Regions from separate parts of the Juglans regia genome. Here region 2 is linked to region 1. The links are chromatin contacts, called in public Hi-C maps. All regions are on one chromosome and are shown on one strand. Each heading gives the region's core, a stretch centred on a gene start, on an enhancer-like site or on the middle of the called end of the contact. The rest is flanking DNA. Distances are from core to core; before and after follow the strand shown.

Region 1 (7,242 bases), core at 622-3,121:
AAGCTTATTCATTACTTAAAAAGTAGGTTTGGCATGATTTGCCAAAAACTAATATTCAAATTAATTACCAATTCCAAATATTGGTGCAATTAGTTCCGTTTGGATGTAAATAGTATCTCAAATTATTTATAAATAGAAATGAAATAATTTTTAAATAATACTGAATTATTTATAAATAATAATTAAGTAGTCTGAGAACAATCATGTTTGCGTGCGGGTCATGATCGTGTCGTATTAAGTCTTGAACATTTAACTATATGGGTCAACCTGAACTCAACCCGTTAAGTTAAATGGGTCAGATATTTAAATCCTAACTCAATCTATTTCAATAACAGGTCGTGTTGTGTCACTCGTTTTGACCCATTTAATAATTAATTAAAAATAGATCAACATGATACAACTCATTCAAACCATTTCATGTAAATGTACCTATAATCTATTTGATTTTATTAACATAATTTCACATAAAAGTTAAAATCTATATTTATTAGTCGCCAAAATATCTAAAAAAATAATAAGACTACTTACAAACAAAAATTATCGCTATCTTTTAAATTTTAACCTATAATAAAATTAATATTACAAATCCTGCAATAAAAAATATCAATATGAGTCATAAATTACAATTCCAACAATAAAAATATAAGTATATTAAAAAATTCTAATATTACAACCCAACAATAATAAAATTGTGATTTGAAATAAAGTTTCAACGGGTTATTACAGGTTGATTTCGTGTTAAGTGGGTTGACATTTTATTGACCGTTTATTAATCGTGTCTTAGTGGGTCAACCTGTTTTGACTAAATCATTTATATCAAACCAAATCCGTTAATTTCGTATCGTATTCGTTTTGGGTTCACGAATTGTATCACATATTGTCACTCCTACCATGACATAAGTCCATAATATGTATGAAAAGTGCTAGATTCACAAAAAGGTACTTATTAAAAAAAGATTCACATGAAGAAAGTCTCAAAGAGTAAATTTACAAACTGACATTACTTCATTTGATACGTTAGATATAACTTACAGTAAAAGTAACTTTACAATTTGGAGTACTACATCAAATCACGTCAGTTTGTAAGTTTATAACTTTGTAACTAAAATATTTCTCAATATATAATAATGTTTATGGAAAATATGAAACTCGGAAATATATATATATATATATATATATATATATATGAAGCTTTCATGTTGTGTTTATCTCTCATTTAATAGAAAAAAATATATTTAAGAACCGAATAATTATTAGAGATATAGTTTTTTTTTTTTTTTTTTTTAATGGGGTTTTCATTAACATACCCTTATTCTTTAAAAGATGCAAATCATATTAGTCACCGTAGAATGAGATTTCCCTTGATTCTCTTGAAAATGACATTTAAAAAATTTCGAAATCATTAAAAAAATTTCGAAATCATTAGAACAAGACGAAAGACAAAATATACAGTCGATCCCCCATCTCACACCTGATTGAAGAAATAAGTGAATCACATATATATGGCTCCTTGCTTTGGAACCACACACGAGAAGATTTCCATAGTCACCAGGCTAAGAAAAATCATTTCTCGATCACCAAACATGATCAATAACATATATGAAGAATAATAGTGCTACGTATGAGACCTCTGAGTCACTCCTTAATGCATGCAAGTTAGAAGTTGCTATTGCTAGATCAGATTTGTGGTGATAAAATAGATACTGTCAAATACATATATAGCTGAATGCAATAACACGTGTGTCAACCACGATGCCAGTGATTTTCAAGATCATCACGATTTTGGTTTTTCGAGCTGGAGAACCATGTCATTTGAGCTAAATGACAATGTCTTTAATGGAAATGGGGCCCCGTTTCTTAGTGATGTTGAGACTCCTATTTGTCCCCTTTTAACACTCTTAATTCTACTCTTCTATGGCTATGTACAGACAAAATAGTTTATACTTATCCAACAGAACTAATATACAGAACAAAAAGCCAATCTTTCCCAGATCACGATTGCTCCACAGAAATTACAGTATTTAGCAAAGGTTTTAACTTCTTATTCCCCGATGAAACCAGCCGACAGGTAACGACAGTTTCGATAATCGCTTATACCATAAAAGCTTTCACACTAGTTTAAACTAACTATCGCTTTATATTCACCATATAGTAGCGTTCATGCCTTTTTAATCCTCCCAGGAAAGAAGAAATCCCAGTTATACGAGCTGATCTTCCTCTGTTTTCAGCATGTATGTTTGAGTGTAATTCAGGGCAAGACCGGGGGGTACTACCTGTCATCAGGAGGCAAGGTTGGACTTTTGGAGCACATACTCATCTTGTGAAGCTCCTTCAGCCGTCTAGCTGGGTTGCATAAACCTGACAATTTTCAATAGTTTTCATATTATAGAGCATGCTACAGAAAAGCACCTCTTGATTTCAGTACGGTATTCACTGAGTTCACGACAATACATAGGCAATCGCTCATCGTAGTAAAACAAGAAAAAGTAAATATTATCTATGCAAAAGTGTTAACAACCACGTTATGTTGAACAATTGCATTTTCTGCACCAGTTGAGGTCAAAACCCTCAAGGATTATTACATGGTTCGACAACTAAATTCAGAATGAGAGAAATCCTGAGGAAGGAAGTATTTAAGAGGAAATGAAACTCAGATTAACAACTCTTTCAAGGCAGATAAAATTATTAACGAACTTCCTTATCTGTATAATTACAGTACACTATCAGTTCTTTCCACGGTCAAGGCCAGAGTGTCTCTACATAGCATGGACGTTAAAAAAGAACAGCTCAGAACAATTACATCTCGCTTGACAAGAAAATGACTTCACTTAAAATCTAAGAAATAACATTCTTTCATATCACGTCATAAATTTATCTCATGGTACTTATAGAAAAGAACCAATGGCACAAGGCTTTAAAAAATAGGATTATGAAGGCCTGGGTTGGGAGAAATTTGTTGTCAAGTTGCGCAGATTCGCTGATCTCTTTTCTGGCAATCATGGAGATGGGTCATTGGGGAAAAGCCAAAAGAATTTATCTGCTCATGAGAACAACAATATGGGCCTGAAGCAAAAAGACCCGAGCACAGCCACGGTGGTGAGGCGATCATATGCAGAAGCTCTAAATATGGGTCCTGCTTCGGTGACTCAGTTTGCTAATAGGGGCAAAAAGGAAAGCAGTGAAAAGGGTCTGCAGACTCTACAGATTGCACATGGACATATTCCAAGTCAGAAGGGGTCCGACTTGGATGGTTTGGGTCTTCCCAATGGCATGCACTGTACATTAAAAGAGATTCAAAACCAGCTTGCTTAGTTGAAGGCAGTGGTTGCTATGCTATCAGCAAAACTTGAAGGGTTAGGTATGCTAAGAGGTGGTAATGGTACTGTAAGGCCCAATAAGGGCGGGCTTGGCGTGTTAAGTGATGGGCCGAATGCTATAAAATTAGATAAAGGAAACAAGAAAGTTGGGTTTGGCCCAATTTCAATATCTGGACCCCGGCGAGTGTGGTGGGTCAAAAGGAGAAGCGGGTCATCTTCATTCGAAGTGGGTTCTACATCGGGTATTGGAGTGGAGACGGCCGAAACGGACTGCCCCTCACCAAGGGTGACTTGGAAAGTTTGCCGACAAGTGGCGCAGTCAATGCTATCTTCGTCGAATCAATGCCACCAACAACGGACCTAAGGTATTCCTGAGTTTTTGGGGAGTTTCCGCTAACCCCAAACTTCAAATGGCGACCATGGTTCCAACACCCATGTCGGAGGGAACCAGTTCCTTGGTACCTCTTCAGGCATCTTGTGGGTCGACACATAACTTTGGCCAAGGTGGTGACATCATCAATGGCGCTGTGGAGGAGATGCGAGTTTTAGGAACTGGCGTGGAGGAAGGGATGGGGCTGTCATTGGTGGCTTGCAAGGAGGAATTTATAGGGCTTGGCCTACTGTTTGAAGCGGAGTCTGCAGAAGATGTTGTCCCCCCAATATCTCTCCCACCGATTAACAATATAGTTGATTCATCATCGGATTGGATTTTGAACAAGGTAAATGAGATAGAATTGTGTGTAGGGATTACCTGTGAAGGATTTGAGGATCAATTCACAGCACTACTCACTGCAATAGAGGTGGGTCAAGTACTTGGCGCAAAATCAAGATCTAAGAAGACCAGAGAATTAAAGCGTCTTACTTGGGCAATCAACTATGACGCTAGGGGAGGTAGTTCAAGACGAGGGAGGACCAGAGGGAAGATAGAAACAATTGTATATTTTTAGTAGGCCCGTTCAGAGTTTACAAGTACTGAGGAGTGTGTTGGGGAATTTACAGCGGCTTGGTGTATGGGTAAAACCTGGTTTGGTGGGATAGGCATTGGTGCACTGGTGGTGGTTTGGGGCAGGTGCATCTTTGGGCTTGGGCTAGGGCTTTGTTAGGTTCATTTTCCTAGATGGGCTTAATGTTCCTCGTATCTATTTCTGCCCCCAACTAAGTGTTTTCTCTTGTATACATCCAGTGTACTTGGAAAAAAAAAGGGATTACCTGAACATTTTGGGATGTCCCACACAGCAATAGATGTAGGTGTGCATCGAGGGTCACATATTGCCCGGTTATCTTCATGATGCACGTTCATAGCAAGCATCCATGACCCAATTGTGACATCTTCATTGCTAAACATCCTCAAACTGAAGGCTAGAAATTAAATCCAGTGAGCAGAATATAGCCATAGGAAACATTACAGTTTAAAAGGATTTTCTATATGACATTTCTGTGGCATTAATAACGCAAACAAAGAAATTTTCCCAAGAAATAGAGAAAAAAAATATTTGATCGCGATAGGATGAATGATGCCATTGTTATATGGCTTCTATTAATTTATTTAGTATACATGTTGGTAATTTACAGGTTCAAACCCTTTTTTATAAGTAATTTCATGAAGGGGGAAGTAGGCAAAAGAAACCATCCCCTAAAGGCAATAGCAAGCTTAGATACTTGCAAGAAAAAAGTCTGTAAAACCAATAAAGGAAACAGAGAAAGGAAAGGCTGCTCAGCATGAGAGGAATAATGCTTCTGAGGGAAGAGAACTCAATGAGATGCATATGAGGCTTGCTTAAGGTGACAGAATGTGATAACACAAACCAGCAAAATTCTTGAATTAGATCAAAGAACGAGTTGGTTCAAGAATAGCAATTGTCCAGACATATTATCCTCACTCTCCCCTTTTTTTTTTTTTCCTTTAGAAGGTTTACTTTCTCATCTTGCCAAGTCATAAATGTAAGAACCCGTGTAGCTCACAAAAGATTGTAAAATATAGTAAATCTAGAGAATCAGAAATCACAAAAGAATTCAAACCAAATACATAGAAGAGTTAATTACATTTAAAATATTTATAACCACTTAGACCAAAGCGTTTATATATCAGTCAACACAATGTAGGGCATCAATGCAAACTTTTCTCAAATGTGGCATAATGATCCATCTTTTGGATTTGAAAGGTTTACCTAGGTTTGAACTAAAATTGATTTGTATATCAAGATTGTCAATTTGAGCAATCTTTTATCCCTGTATTTCTTTCAAAGAAGCAAAAAATCTGTTTTGAGGGACCAAGAAGTTTGTACGGATGCATGACAAGCAAGGCCAGCAATTACTAGATGCAATAGGACTTGTGGGTGAAAAAAAAACAGCAAAGGCAAGCAGTTAATTGATTTTCAAGACAATGTATTTAAAGGAAAATATAAATATAAAACCATAATCTAATGACTGGCCAAAAGAAATAACATAAAGAGAAATTCAGAGACAAAGTTTATGAACCTATTATTTCTGGCAGTTGCTAGTGAAGCTACCACCTCCGCAGAAAGGACATATATAGGACCATAAGCATGCAAAAAGTATTCAGATCCAATCAGATGTCCCGATTTCTCATACCTGAAAGTTTTGGGGTCATCAATCCTCCAAAAAAGGGGGAAACTTTGAAAGGCACATATTTGACAAAAAGTAAATAACCAGTCACAAAGCAAAAGAACGGTTGATAATAATTTGGTAAACCTCATACCATCTCATTTTAGGGTCAGTGATCACTGGTCCTTTCTTCATACATCCAATGTAAGTCAGTGAATGGGTTCGCTCCTTTGCTAGAAGAGTTGCTAGTCGATCTGACAAATTATGGGAACACCATTATACAGCAATCCACAGGACTATTATTAAAGCATCTATATGCACTTCAATGTACCAGGACGTAAATAAATGTCATCATCAGCTTTGACGTAATAATCAGCGTCAAAAAGTTCAAAGGCTGCTTTGAAAAATGCCAACCTACAAAGCAGGGGAAAAGGAAATAAAACATAAGGTGCCAAGAACATCCAGTTATCAACATAAAAATTAGTACAAATAGAGAGCTCTTACGATTTGTATGGAAGCTTTAAATATTCTTCCTCAAGATCAATAAACATGAAATCCTTGTACTTCTCCACCTCTTCATGAAGCTCTACCATCTTTTTTGAATTTTTGGATCGGCCAATTACAAACCTAAAAGCTAAACCAGTGGCTTGTTCCAACCTACAAGAGATGGAAAGAAAAGTGACTAAAATTTGTGATGAGTAAAACAAGGAAAGAAAATAGAAGAGTTATAGTGAGGTACAATAGAAAAGGCAAACATCCCGTGGCCAATAGGCAAGTGTCGAGGAAGCATTTCCATTGACACCATATCATAAATTTAATGTCCCTCCATAGACACAATATTATTTTTTCTGAACATCCCTCCATAATAAGTTGTTAATTAATGCCCGAAATGCACTGCCAGAACTCTGACAGCATATATCTTGCACACGAGAAACTATCATCACTCAAAGTGGAAAAAGGTTTACCTATTAGAAACATGCTTTGTTGAAAACCAAAGTCTACCATATTTTTTTTTTTTTTTATACGTAAGATAAATTTTATTAATATGAATGAAATAGGCCTAAACCATGTACACAGGAAGTATACCACAGGACGCCTAAATACATTCTAAGAGAGATGAACTAAAGAATAAGAAATCATGAATATTATCCCCAATTAAAACAATAGCAGAAAACCAAAGCAATAAAGTATCTAGAAAGAAATTCTTCAGCTCCACCACTGTGCGTTCCTTGTCTTCAAAACAACACGCGTTCCTTTCCATCCAAATGCACCACATGATACACAACGGAATCATCTTCCAAACTGCTACCACTTGATGACAACCCTGCAATTTGCTCTAACAGCCCATCAAATCCACCAC
Region 2 (6,904 bases), core at 1,604-4,103, 42 kb before region 1:
AGTGTGCATCTGCAAAGGTTTGCAGCCACTATCCAAAATATAGAAGTTACCATCATATAGGTATGCTCAACCTGTGTCATTTACCCCCTTCCTTTACTTTTTTTATCCTAAGACACCAATTTCTACAAAATAGGAAGTAGGCATCACACAACCATAACCCCTCTGTCATCCCCACCTCAATGAACTCGAGTTTCCATACCAAGCCCCTGGTACAGCCCAATAGGGACTTTACAAGCACTGTTTGCAGTCCCACGTGAGAAATATTGACAGTTAACTCAACAAAAAAAAAAAAAAAACCCAACATGCATCACCTATGCAAAAAGCCAATTTAAAGCGCCCATATCACAAAATTGACTTAAACATAATTCAGAGAAAATTTTATACTTGTAGCATTGAAAAACTATGGCTGCAGGTTATTACCTTCCATCATCCATTTTGATGAAGTTCACAGCTCCATCATCAGTGCCTGTATAGTAGCTTCCTTTGACCAACGTACATGGAAGATTAATCCTATCCGCTAGTACCTAGCACCGCAAGCATCAAGTAAATAATTTCTAAAACAAAAGGTAACAAAAAGAAGGAATATTTTCTAAATAAAAGAAGGCAGTGGAAATTAAGCAATGAAGATGTCTGAGGTGAGTTAAAGGATACATAATTTTCTTCTTCATAATTTAGTTTAGGTAAGGTAAGTCAAAAGATGATTAACCTTAAATAGCAAGGCCCTATGGCGTGAAAGTCCTACATCAAGACATCCAAGGGGAAGAATAATTGTGTTTAGAGAATTCCGTAACTCATAACTCCTTGTGTTCCATCTTCTCAACATTTCATCAGCATCAAGTACCACACCACCCATTCTATCAACAACAAGATCGGCAATTTTCTGAATCAAACCACTTAAAATCTGGCCCTGTTCAGAAACTCGATACTCTTTGGATATGGTACAAGCTATCTTCTCAAGCTTTTGAAGTTCACGATCAACCAAGCGATTTACGAAAATAACTTCATAGTCAACATTATCTGAAATGGATATTGCTTGAAGATCCACCAACAAAGGCATCTTCCCTTGTGTGTCCAGCTTTGAGGTAATGCCATATACATCATAAAACCCATCCATCACTTTTTCATGATAACTTACTACATTATAGTTCTGCATGAAAGGAAAATGGAAATTTATTAGAAAAATCTCTCTCCCCAGTTAAAACCAATAAGAATCTGCACGTAGACAACTAAGAAATTAGCTATAAACATTTAATATATAGAATATAAAAAAATTATCCGGCTGACAACATAGGAAATTCAGCACAAGACATCTGTCTTCCGATACTAAAATTTCATGATCTAAGTTCCTAGAAAATAAGCCCTCCACTAAAATGGTGTAGTTAAGCTATTTCACTCCACACTAGGAGTTCCCTGGATTACCTGATACACAGTTCTGGCAGGTGAAATATTGTATTCGGGGTTTACTCCTCAAGGGTGTGTCCAAAGGGCCCTCCTACCTTATTGTGGTTCCATGTCATAAAAAATTAAGCTATTTCACTTACTTAAGACAAGGAACTCATTACCACAACAATATAGAACGCCAGAATATTGTTTCTTTACTTTTCCTCAATTTCTCATCAACAAAGTTGAGGGTATAGAAAAGTGAACAATGATCTCATCAAAATCTTGAAAACTAGATCAAGATAAAGCATGGTCCATGAGGCAAAACCAGAACACGAGAGCAATCAACTATAGGTAATTGTACAAAAATATGCATAAGAAAGACCAAGAAAACAGCTTCAAAGTTGGATACGAAATACAAGGAAACAAGTAATTAATTTATAACTTCACTCACCATAGTTTGCAAAAGAATTTGAATTTTTCGAGTAAAGTAAATGATTGCCATAGTATAAACAAGGCACCACAAATAAAAAATCAAGCCACCCCTCCTCATCCGAAACTCACAAAGCATCATTCCAACACTAATGCACCAAAGTCATATACCTAACAAGAAAGTTTCAGAAATGCCCACGGTATAGCGTACACGTTTTAACATAATTAACGAAATGATCCAAGAATAAACGCAAATATATGGTACCCCATCAAGAAGACAAGATCCACAAAATTTACAAACAGACCTAATTTGCTCCAATTCAGAAACAACTGCAATAAGAAAGAAATGGAGAATTTTGGGAATCAGAAGTCATGGCCTACCCAATAACGAAGCGACGAAAACTTGACGATGGCTTGACTGTCAGAGACGGGAGCGGAGCACCCAAGGCTAATCTGCTTGGCGGCATCGATCTGAGCCGTCTCGGATTCCTCGCGCGCATCGGGATCGGACGCGCTAATCGCTAGGGCCAACTGCACCTGAAATTCCTCCTCCATGAAATTGAAATCCACGCAGCCATCACCACCACCGCCACCGCCATCCCCAGCCGTCCGATCGACGACTGACTCATCGGCCCCGATTCTCCCCATTGTGGCGGGCCCAGAGGCCGTCGAAGACGGCCCCGAAGAAGAAGAAGACGAAGCGGGCGTATTCGGGCTCGGACTCTGAGTGGGGCTCGGGTTCGTTGTGGGTCGGGTCTCGGCCAATCTCTGGTGTTCATTGAGTCCACCACCGATGTGTAGCTTTCTGAGTAGATGCTTCATTTTGGACATCGATCCTCCAAGGAACAGAGACTCTGTCTGTATGTCTCTCTCTCTCTCTCTCTCTCGAAGCATAAAGGGTTCTCTCTTTCTTTCTGTGCGTCTCTACTGGCATAACCTACGCCCACTAGGCACAAAGCAGATTCGCTTAACCTGCGCACCCTTCGTCGTCAAGCTAACACAACTCCAAAGACTATAAAATTAACGGCTCACCAATTCCCTCCAATGCATTCTATATATTGTGTATCCCCAAACAAAACCCATATAATTATATAAACCAATCCCTAAAAAAATAAACTTCCATAAATATATATATATAAATATATATACTACCAAGTCAAAATATATATTTATATTTTAACCGCCATATCATAAATACAGTTAAATTTAATCTTAATAGCTTGATATAATTATTTTATTTTTAAAGTTGGTGTATAAAACACATTATATATATCACTTAAATAATAAATTATAAGATTAATTTATAAAATTTAAATTTTACAATTTATGTTTTAAATTAAATTATGTTACGAAAATAGTATATAATATAGATATTTTAGAATAGAAAAATGAAAGAATAGAGAAAATTTTGAGAGATGGATGATGCACACCAAATTAAAATGAGAATTGAAATCGAAAAGGTCGAAAAAAAAATCAGAAAATGGTACCTCTTTGTGTTGCCTGTTACGACTGGAATTGGATAGATTTATGGCTCTACATAAATGACAGAAGAGAGAGAGAGAGAGAGAGAGACTTGTGCTGAGACTTGCTAGCTGTTCAATTGACTTGTACTTTGTAATTCTATCCCCTTTCCCTTTTTTTTTTTTTTTTAACATTTTCGGCACGCAACCACGGCCAATTGGTATTCTTTTTCTTTGTCCTTTTTTCAGCATTTTATTTTAAGATAATGATAAGCCTTATTATTTCTATTTTTTTTTTATTTTTTAGTATATTTAAAATTTTTATTTTTTATTATTATTTTATTTTAAGTATTTTCTTAACTTCCTTAATCATTAAAAAAAATTTTAAAAATATACAATTTCACTAATAGTCATTTTCTTAAAGAAAGTATATGAAACGTACACATTTTATGACTACAAATATCATTTCTCCATTTTAAAACATGGTCGTTTAAAGAATTGTAAAAATGATTGAAAGGATATCATTACTCTTTTTTAATTTCTTGATACAAGCCTTTGAGTGGAAGAAAAATAAGTAAGAAATGGATCGTACGAATAATTCTATTTAAAAATTTTTACACCACACCATCCATGTGTCATAACACGTGAATAAATTTTAAATTTATTTTTTAAATTAAATGATGATATATGTATAGCGTATGATGTAAAAGTCTTTAAATAGCAATACTCGAGTTCATATATAAAGGAGAATTGGAGTATATTCCCTGGATAAACATGTAAGTTTTATATTGAGTGGGACTTATCAAGTTTTTGCTTCTCAATATTAGTCATAATATTATTTATTTGAGATCTTATTAGCTTTTTTTAGTACCGCAGTTTTGGAGTATTTTACCTTTTCTACCTAAAATTCAATAGTTCTTAGTTTTTATCGAATTTTATTGTAACATTTATCGATTAGATCAATGCATTTATTCCTGCAAATAAACTTATGGCAGGTACTATATATGTTTCTAAATTTTTTATTTTTTATTTATCTTTCTAGAGTTGATATGTAAATAGGATGGTCACACTCTCATTGGTTTGTGCATTGTTTTGAGGCAAGATTGTCCTTGATTATTAATGTTAGGATGAGTCTAGAATGCACAAGGTTTTTTTTGTAAAAAAATGAGTTCCATCAAGAAAAAGTAAAGAGTCGGTCTACTCTGTCGCTCAAAGTAACTCACTCTAATTGACTGATAATTATTTTTTGTAACTTTTTATTTTATTTTTCTACTCATATTTTTTTAATATATTTAAATATTTTAAAAAAATAAAAAAAATACACCAATATATTTAAAATCACTTCTTTAATTATTAAGTAAATTTTGTTTTCCTGCACAGTTAAGTAGAGCGTTCAAGTAGAGTGAGTAAACTAACTTTTTTCAAAAGTAAAATTTTCATACTTTTTTTTTTTATAGTGGAGTCTACCTTTTCATAAAAAGCATGCATAAAAATTGAACATCTGAGACTTATATTTCGTGCTTTTTACTGTCGCATTGAAAACCTTAGATTAGGATGGTTAAACCAAATTGGTTATATTTTGATTGATGTTGTATTGGGATTCATCCCATTCCCTTATACCAATTTTCTTTGTACTAATGAAAGCCAAGCATTTTCCAAGAAAATAAAAAAGAAAATTCAAACAAGGTACATTGTTGTACTTTCTGGATAATAATGTACCAGCTTAAGTTGAAAATCTATAGTTCCTGCAAGATATTAAATCCTTCTACTGACTACACTTCAATACTTAAAAATGGTGGAGCTTTTTATAAAGCCATTGCAACAATCTATCCCCTGGTCAGGTGATTAGGGCCAGTTTTGGAAAAATTGAAGACGGATAATTGTAATGAGAGTTCGATGCCATTGCCGGATTTGGTCCGATCTCGGAGATCTTCTAAGTTAACCCGGAGCAACCTTCGATGAGTTTGATGTTCCCTTGCTTTGACTCATCACCACCACTGCCGCCGCCAACAACAACCAACCGGGGGAGAGAAGGTTCTTCAATATTTGGCTAGTGACTTGGTGAGTTGATAGGGGGGTCAAAATAGAATCTTCTCGGATTATACTATTTCCAATTAGTTTGCTGAGGAGACGAGTTAAAGAGGCTATTTTGTAAGATTCAGGGGAAGCTTGGTAGATGCTGATGAACAGCTTATCTTGCTCACTACCATTAACCATTACTAGTTTCTTAAGACCTTCTCTTCTGTTCTCCTTTTTCTTTGTTTTTTTTCCTATACATCATATCCTTTCTAATGAAAATACACTGGAAGTGCCCTTTCTTCTATGACTCTCAAGCCCTCCACTTCTTTGTCAAGCACTTTTCATCTGATCCCATTTTTTCCAGTCTCAATATAATAGAATAGCAACTTATCCTATCCACTATTGAAATTAGTTAGTTTGTTCTGTAGTACTGATAACAATTCTAATCCGCTTTTCTTTTTTTCGACACGCCGCTCCGCAAGCGAAGCGAATGAACATTAATCCAATCTTGGCTTTATGAATTAAGAACCACAATTAGCATTTTTTTCAATAAGTTTAAGCATTTGGATTCTGTTTGCTATTGGCTAGGTCCCTAGAGGGCAAGAACAAAGCAAATATGAATTGCAGACATTCCATTCGAGTTGCAATTAGCAACAATTGTTATTTAGGAAAGCTGATCATCGATATTGTCTTGTGAAAATGAATGTCACCAGCTGCAAAGGACTTGTATAGAGAAGGAAATTTATTTACAAATGGGGGAGAAGAATATGGTTTCGTCGAGAAACCTTGGAGCAAGGAGCATGGCACTGAAGACTAAGCAGTGGCTGCTGCTGCTTCTTCAACAACTTGTGATGCTGGGAGAAGGGTGCAGATGAGGTTGCGGTCACCATACACATTGTCTACGCGTCCTGAGATAACAGCGCAAAAAGAATTCAGCATTAAGTAAAATTAAGAGCACCTACAGCAGAATGCATGCATTCTAAAGAAATGTTTACTTCAGTGCTACAGATTAAAATTGAGCATTTAAGGTTTGTCATCATCTCTAGGAGTTGCAACTTTTGATGATAATCATCGACTAAGTAGATCGTCTTAAAATAGTTAAAATATATGTTGAAAGTGAATGGAATCAGTAATAATATCATGCATATTAATTGATAAAGTATTTTTGTTGTTGCTTAAGAAAACTCAAGTACTTTTTTCTAATAGCAGGTCAGTCCGAAAGGATACCAGTTCATACATAAGAAAGGGAATAAAAGATGGGGAAAGGCATTAAACAAAAAATATTTCAGAATTATAATATTAAATAAAGATGGAATTTGATACCTGTAGTAGGCCAGAACTTCGCACCACGGAGCCAAGAAGCAGGGAACGCAGCATATTCCCGAGAATATGGTTTTGTCCAAGCATCTCCCATGAGTAGGGATGGTGGATGAGGAGCTCCCTGCACTCACACTTGTTAGATAATTGCTCTTGAAGTTCATTTATTAAATTATATCTATACATATCAAGATGCATCCAGAATCATGCAAAGATAAAGATCAAAATTAAATTGGGTGTCTGCTTAATTTAAAATTTGAGAGACAACTAATTGCAGGAGTGGAAAAAAAATTAGC

Evidence for each region. A called contact is a pair of places that touch in the nucleus more often than the background predicts.
Region 2: a Hi-C map of leaf shows a contact between it and region 1, with 5 times the contacts expected there. The contact joins the promoter of LOC109009678 here to the enhancer-like site in region 1. A contact is called at or near these places in 3 of 3 Hi-C or Micro-C datasets (all in leaf).

The regions. Positions count from the first base shown.
Region 1 is chr6:4,847,875-4,855,116 of Walnut 2.0, reverse strand. LOC109005109 (probable beta-1,3-galactosyltransferase 12) reads right to left here. Exons shown (of 7, transcript XM_018983900.2): 2 at 6,387-6,539; 3 at 6,214-6,296; 4 at 6,037-6,136; 5 at 5,796-5,909; 6 at 4,527-4,669; 7 at 1,973-2,358. The coding sequence ends at 2,270. Among protein-coding and RNA genes, the nearest start is that of LOC109009675, 14 kb to the left of the region's middle. Within about 2 kb of position 1,871, the one cell type or tissue checked has open chromatin away from gene starts, as enhancers often do. A contact at or near this core is called in leaf, where this site is marked.
Region 2 is chr6:4,891,078-4,897,981 of Walnut 2.0, reverse strand. LOC109009678 (probable serine/threonine-protein kinase SIS8) reads right to left here and starts at 2,853. Exons shown (of 13, transcript XM_035690830.1): 1 at 2,194-2,853; 2 at 707-1,147; 3 at 421-524. The coding sequence starts at 2,706. LOC109009676 (glycine dehydrogenase (decarboxylating), mitochondrial) reads right to left here. Exons shown (of 15, transcript XM_018990252.2): 14 at 6,615-6,732; 15 at 5,904-6,199. The coding sequence ends at 6,105.